2 separate regions of the Sus scrofa genome follow, and region 2 is linked to region 1. Evidence: chromatin contacts called from public Hi-C data. All regions are on one chromosome and are shown on one strand. Each heading gives the region's core, a stretch centred on a gene start, on an enhancer-like site or on the middle of the called end of the contact. The rest is flanking DNA. Distances are from core to core; before and after follow the strand shown.

Region 1 (3,517 bases), core at 337-2,836:
AAATCTGACTAGTATCCATGAGGATGTAGGTTCAATCCCTGGCTTCGCTCAGTGAGTTAAGGATCTGGTATTGCCATGAGCTGTGGTGTAGTTTGCAGACACGGTTCGGATCTCGTGTTTCTGTGGCTGTGGTGTAGGCCAGCAGCTGCAGCTCTGATTCAACCCCTAGCCTGGGAACCTCCATATGCCACAGGTGAGGCCCAAAAAACAAACAAACAAACAAACAAAAAAACTGTATATATTCTTTCTGTAATCAGAACAAAAATAGATAACTTATCTCTGATTAATGAGATTAAGGGAAGTTATTTTCTTCTTTATTCTTTTTGTTATTTGTCCATAATAGTTTTGTATTATTTTAAATATCGGGGGAAAAGATTTTAAAATTTTATTCCAGGACCCTGGACCAGAGTTTCCAAAGCTCTGAGGCTCTGTGCTTGGGGCTCCTGAGCAGTGTCCTGCAAAGTGTCTGCCCCTGGACACTCTCTGGCCAGGTTGGCCTTGGCCCTCAGTGACTGTTGCCAGTCCAGGAGAGCAGGGGAGAGAGCGCTCCTTTTCTCAGTGCTGGCTACCCAACCAATGACTCCTCTGTTCAAACAGCCACCTTTGATGTTGCACAGGGACCACGGGAGTGAGGAGAACTGGAATGGGGAGAGTTGGGAAGAGCCAGAAAGACAAAGGCCAAGGGAGAAAGCCAGGCATAGAGCACTTCTAGGCTGGAAACATCTGGAGCACAGTGTTCTAGGCTCCCTTGCTCTCCAAGATTGTTGAGGTTTCTTAAGTAGCTCTGATGCTGGAAGTCTTTGCCTCCTCCACCTCCCCAGGATCTGCTTGTCATTCCAGATAGACCATGAGTTTCTACAGCTGTGAAATTCCTGGCATAGAAGGTAGCCTGCCAGAATAGCTGTTTTCCTAACAAATAGCAGCCATGTAAATGTAGTATGTTAAATTCAACAGTGTGAAAACAGAGGGAAGAAGGATAATTTCTGGGTACTAAGCTAAGACGGCTGCCATGTACTGTTGTCTATGTCGTATACTGCCACATTTTCCATTCATAAAGTAGACATTAATTTCCATATTGATTACAACAATTTTTCTGAGAGGTGGCTGTAAATCATTTAACAAAATTAGTATGACAATTTTCAGACATAAGAAGAATACTGTCTTAAGAAAGGAGTGTCCTTTTCTTGTTGGTTGTATGGATCACTGGCAGCTTTGTTAGCAAACACAGAATTTTAATTCAGTGGCCACTTCTTGCTCTTGTCCACAAACCAGCTCAATCTGCTGTGAAACTCACAAACGTGAGCATGGATGACTGGACAGTACTAAAATGATAATCTCTGATGCATACTTACAGATGCTGACAAGGAGGTAGAACCAACGGCCTTTTCAGCATCTTGAATGTGCACAGGAGAGGTTGTCTGTTCTGCCCTCGCACTTGGATTTCTGGCTTCCCCAGTATGAGAATTGCATGCCGATGTGTGGATTTCAAAGCAATTATTGAGACCTAAGGGCTCTATTAAGCAGAAATTGCTGTCTGACTCGGCAAGCTTCAGTGACTTGGTCGCTATGGTGTTTAATCCTGACTCATGGGCCCACATGCTCTCTCCCAGATTGCAGACCATAGATTCCGTGATTGACCACATCCGACTGCTCACTTCCTTGCACCGTGTATGTGTATGTGTGTGTGTGTGTGTGTGTGTGTAAGCATCCGTGCAAGCTCACTCATATGTATAATGAATGCACATTGGCTTCCCTCTAAAATTCTTATTGAAATACTGATACAAATTACTTTTGGCCACATTCACTTTCAAATTAGGAAAAACCAATTTGCTCTGCTGAAACAAACAGAGCAGAAACATGTCAGCAGTCTTGGACTGCCATATTTGGGGAGGTGTTTTAGTAATGAGGGGCCCTACCACACAAGGCCTCTTTTCTTTCTTCCCCCTCTGTTCTCCACCTGCTCAACTGAGCAGAAAGAGCTTTGGGTAGAGTGAGAAGTCACGGAAATCCCTGGGTTCCCTCTGGGCGGTTATATCTCCTTTCAGGAGATACCTGATAGTCCTTTTCTCACAAAGCTCTTCTAGGCATCACTCCCTAAGGTCCTGTCTGAGCAGCCCAGACCCACTTGCTGAATTCTGTATATATTCAGAATATCTAAGATGAATATCCTAGATTGCTGAAGATATTCAGTACTGAATATCTAAGAAGAAAGATGTACCAAACTCAGTATTTTAAAAATGAACATATTAGTCACCTTCCCCACTTACCACTACTTCTTCCATATTCCTTTGGTGTAGTGGCTATGAGAGCACCCCTAGCAGAACTCGAACTACAGGGAGGGTAATTGACCAAAGGCCCACTGTGCTCTGAAATCCATCACTGTGTTTGTGCAGAGACCATGCTTCCCTCTGGTTGGTGTCAGCCAATGAATAAGCATGGTGAGGATATGAAGGCAGACCCATTCCAGGGTGACGGGGGACAGCTCTGAAGTCCGACAGCTGACTTCTGCTCAAGGACTCCTGATAGCCTTGCAAAATCTCCCATGACAGTTTGGGATGCTGTCACCCCACCTTTCCTCCCTCACTCCTATACTTGGGTCTCCTATATTTGTGGTTTGATGGCCCTCCCAGGTTTTTATAGCTCCCTCGCTAATTTCTTAAATGAAAATCATTGCATATTCAATCCCATTTTGGCATCTTTCTCAAGGACTCAGATAACAAAAGCAATACTGCGAGTGGGGTAATAGTACATTCTGAGTCTGGGTTTGCCTTTCCTGTCTCTGGATGATGAGCAGGGGCTCACGTATGCCAGAAGACACAGCAAGGATCCTACTGAACTACAGGGCATTAATACTTTCATTAAAGACACTGTTAAGGGATTAAAAAAAAATCAAGTCTACACAATGGGAAAGGATGTTTGCAGTACATGCATCTGTTATAACTTGTATGCAGAACATACGGATTCTTGCCAGTCAATAAGAAAAAAACCAGATAACCCAATAGAAAAATAGGCAAAGGACTTGATCAGGTACTTCACTAAAGAGAATATCCACATGGCAATAAATATTTGAAAGAATATTAAATTCCACTAGTTATTTGGAAAATGTAAAATAGAGCTTCAAGTGATGCCACTAAAAATGGCTAAAATGGGACTTGCTGGTGGCTCAGTGGGTTAAGGATCTGGCATTGTCACTTCAGTGGCTTGGGTCACTGCTGTGGTGCAGATTTGATTCCTGGCCTTGGGACTGGGGACTTCCAAGTGCCACAGGCATGGCAAAAAAAAAAAAAAAAAAAAAAAGAAAAAAAAAAAAAAAAAAAAGAAAGAAATGGCTCATGCAAACACCAGACAGTACCAAGTGTTGACACATAACTAGAGCTGAGTACGTAGAACTTTCTTGCTCCACTTGTGGAAGTGTATATTAGAATAACTATTTAGGAAAACTGTTTGACAGTATCTACTAAACTATACACATACATTTCCTCTGACCAGCAATTCCATGTGTACCTAAGTTCCCAGT
Region 2 (3,517 bases), core at 377-2,876, 200 kb after region 1:
TCGGTATAGGTAACTTTATGTACCTGTGTATGTGTGTGTGTGTAAGTGACCCTTGAATAACATGAGGGTTAGGGGCATCCACCCCCCGCTTCGTCAAAAATCTGAGTATAACTTTATAGTCAGCCCTTGGTATTTGCAGTTCTACATCTGAAGAATCACGTTACTGCAGGTTGCATAGTACTGCAGCACAAATTTATTGAAAAAAAAAAAACCTGGGGATGAGTGAACCCATGCAGTTCAAACCCACGTTGTTAAAGGCTTGATGTATATGTGAATACACACTTTTTTCCCCTATGTTATTTCCTTGAGATGTATTCCCAAAAGTGGAATTGGTGAATCAGAGTCTAGGATTACTTTTGCGATCTATTTTACATATCATCATACTGTTCTCTAGGAAGGAAAAAAAAAAAAGATCATTTTTAACGCCTTCTGCAAGGTATATGTTTCCACAAAGCCCTGTTCATGTTACACTTTATAGCTTTCATTTTTTTTTTTTGATAATATAAATAGGTGTGATACAGTAACTCGTAGTTGCTTCAACTTGAATAGATTAAATGACCTCCCTGGGATTTGTTTACAGAGACGGCTTCTCTTGAGTCAATTATCTACTCATATCCTTTGACCATCTGTCCAACGAAGTCTTGATGGTACCCTTTAAGATTTAGGCAAAACTCTTCAAAATTCCTGGAAGGTAAGTTTTAACTATTATGTTTACTGGGACTCCCTTCCCAATCTGTTGCTTCTCTTTTAACCTTTTATCCATGTTGATTTTCACAGTAAAAAAAAAAAAAAAAAAAAAAAAAAAAGAAAAAAGAAAGAAAGAAAAGAAAAAGGTGGGTTTTTTAAAAAAATGTAATTGAACACATCAATCTCGTTACTGATAATTTCTTTAACTGCTTCAATAGAGAGAAAACTGTCTTTTCTCGACAGTTGGGATAAGTCTACCATTAAAAAAAATTAGCTCTTTAAACCATCTGGCATTTGTTGTGGTATAGAGATACAGTGACCATATTTTCGGAATCAAAAATTGGAACACGCAATCTGACAAGTGCCAGTATTCTTATGGGCAAAATGGGACAGAATATTTGAAATTGAGACTGTCCTGGGAAATTGAGGACATATGGCCTCCGTATGTATGGAACAAGCTGTGATATTAAAGGTACAGGGACAGACCCTCTTTTCTCAGCTTCTATCAACTCTAAGCAACAGAGATTTTTTTTTGCCTGAGTCTCACTTCACTCGAGTTCTGAACTCACCCCCCTTGCGAAGGCAGATAGGATGCTGGAAGGGGCCAGTCCCCTCAGAAGGAAGAATCCAGAATGCGTTATGTTGCAAAAGGCTACTGTTGGCCCTTCTGGATCCATCAGTCCCCACCCTCTCCCTAGTGCAGGAATGGCTGCACTTGTGGGAAGGCTTGCCTCCCACCTTTAGCTTCAGTTAGACCAATGGGAAGTGGTCTAGGCTGTCTTGGTGAGTACGTATCTGAGATTAGAGTTAGCTTTTCCCAGACTCCATCACTACGTTAAACCATCACAACATTTAGTTTAGGGAAGCAGAGCCCTCCCCTAGACCACAGCCTGCTTGACCATTCTGCCAGCCCGTTCCTGGGAGGACAGGACCATGCAGCTCCACCCACTGACTGAAGGACTGCTCCACCCTGGACAGACCAGCAGGCACTACAATCCAGCTGCTCAAAGGATCTTGAAATCCTGAATTTCCTGTGCTGGTTCTACCCCATCCCAGCTGCTTTCTCTTCCCCCAGGCCTCGGTTAGGAGCTCAGAATGCCTGTAGGTTCACTTATGTGGCAATAGGAAGTGGCTTCTTTCTTCAACCAGAAAGCCAGAGACTATGTAATACCTTTAAGACACACTGGGCTGGTGCCATTATACATAAAAATCTGTTGAGTCATTATAAGCGCTGGGCAATAATCATCTGAGCTGCCTGTTCCTGGTTTCCGCCCCCCCCACCTTTGTTAGTAGGGACCCATCACTTCTTGGCCCTTGAACTTTGCTCACGGCACTGTCTGGAGGACCTCACAAGGCCTCCTCTTTTACTGACCCATCTCCTGTAGAATAGCAACGTGGATTCTACTTCTGCCAAGTCTGTACCACTTGGGGGCAATACCAACATGTCCCACTCTGAGGGGAAACCACAAGCAGAGAGAAGCTGGGGGCAGGAACTTCAAACCACTCTGTGCTGGAGGTGACGACCTCTAGGTTCAGCTCCAAAAGCCCCCACGGAACTATGCTCAGTCACGAGATCATGAGATAAGCAAGTGGTAATCCACGTGCATGAGAAGATTTGGTAACAAGGCTTTGGAGGAGAAGCAGGGTCCAACCTAGAACTTGAAGGGAGAGGAGCGGAAGCCAGTCTGGAAGCAAGATCTTAGGGACAGACATCAGCAGCAATGGTCTTTATATTAAATTACCCTTGGCTGAGGGCACCAGGAGGGAAGGCAAATATATGCCACCCCTGCTTCTATCCAAGTACCTTTGTGCTCCTATCTGACACCCACTAGGCTGAATCTCAGCTTCCCTGGGCCGGGAACAGAGTTGAACAAGAGCAGGCATCATAAATGCTTGCTGAATGAAGAAATGAATGGAAACACTTGACCCTGGTATTGCTAAAAGCCACAGTTCAGCTTTTTATCTCTGAATCCTACTTCTGCAGGGAAAAAAGGACTACCCAAGAGAAAACACAGTTTCTGATGGAGGCTTTTAAGTTAAGCCAACAAGCATCACGAAACACCTGGAGCATTTCCCAGTGGCTACAGAAACCACCTGCATTTCAACTTGGGGGCTATGATAGCCCTCTGCCTTCCACCCTCATGAAGCTTCGGGGCAGGCTCTTGTCCCCTTGGGTCCTCAGATGCAAGCTTGGCATCTGGTTTCTCAGGGAGTCTGGTGGGTACTAGTAAGAGCTGTGCTCTTAGGGTGCATTCCTGAGAGCTCAACCTGGGTGACTATGCATACCTGGGCAGTGTGAGCTTTCTGCTTGGGGTCTAATGCTTCTGTCTCACACAGTGGCTGTCCCTGCCTCCCTTTTAAAAGTGGCTTCAAGCTCCTAGTGTTAGACTTACTGACCTTGAAAACATGTCTCTCCCTGCATTTCTTGTTCCTGTCTTGGGCTCCATATTCCTTTTGTTTCGCCCACCCACCATCCTCGGTGTGAGCTTCAGTGTCTTCCTATTAACAGTATTCATCGAATACAATCACTTACACATACATCTTTTTTTTTCCTTTTGTCTTTTTAGAGTCACATCTGAGCATATGGAGGTTCCCAGGCTAGGGGCTGAATAGGAGCTGCAGCTGCTGGCCTACACCACAGCCACAGCCATGGCCACCCCAGATCTGAGCCATGCCTTTGACCTACACCACAGCTCATGGCAACGCTAGATCCTTAACCCACTGAATAAGGCCAGGGATTGAACCTGCGTCCTCATGGATCCTAGTCAGATTTGTTTCTGCTGAGCCACGACGGGAACTCCCCTACACATATATCTTATTTAATTGTGTA

Evidence for each region. Hi-C and Micro-C count contacts between places; a contact is called where the count stands out from the background.
Region 2: a contact with region 1 is called in a Hi-C map of embryonic fibroblasts, with 3 times the contacts expected there. The contact joins two enhancer-like sites. A contact is called at or near these places in 2 of 47 Hi-C or Micro-C datasets (embryonic fibroblasts and fibroblasts).

What each region holds. Positions count from the first base shown.
Region 1 is chr2:46,738,680-46,742,196 of Sscrofa11.1, forward strand. The region is part of intron 3 of LOC102164222 (a long non-coding RNA gene); the gene reads left to right. Among named protein-coding and RNA genes, the nearest start is that of TEAD1, 70 kb to the left of the region's middle. Within about 2 kb of position 1,587, at least 8 of the 83 cell types and tissues checked have an H3K27ac peak or open chromatin away from gene starts, as enhancers often do. A contact at or near this core is called in embryonic fibroblasts, where this site is marked.
Region 2 is chr2:46,938,570-46,942,086 of Sscrofa11.1, forward strand. All of the region lies in intron 2 of PARVA (alpha-parvin), which reads right to left. Among named protein-coding and RNA genes, the nearest start is that of PARVA, 88 kb to the right of the region's middle. Within about 2 kb of position 1,627, at least 4 of the 83 cell types and tissues checked have an H3K27ac peak or open chromatin away from gene starts, as enhancers often do. A contact at or near this core is called in embryonic fibroblasts, where this site is marked.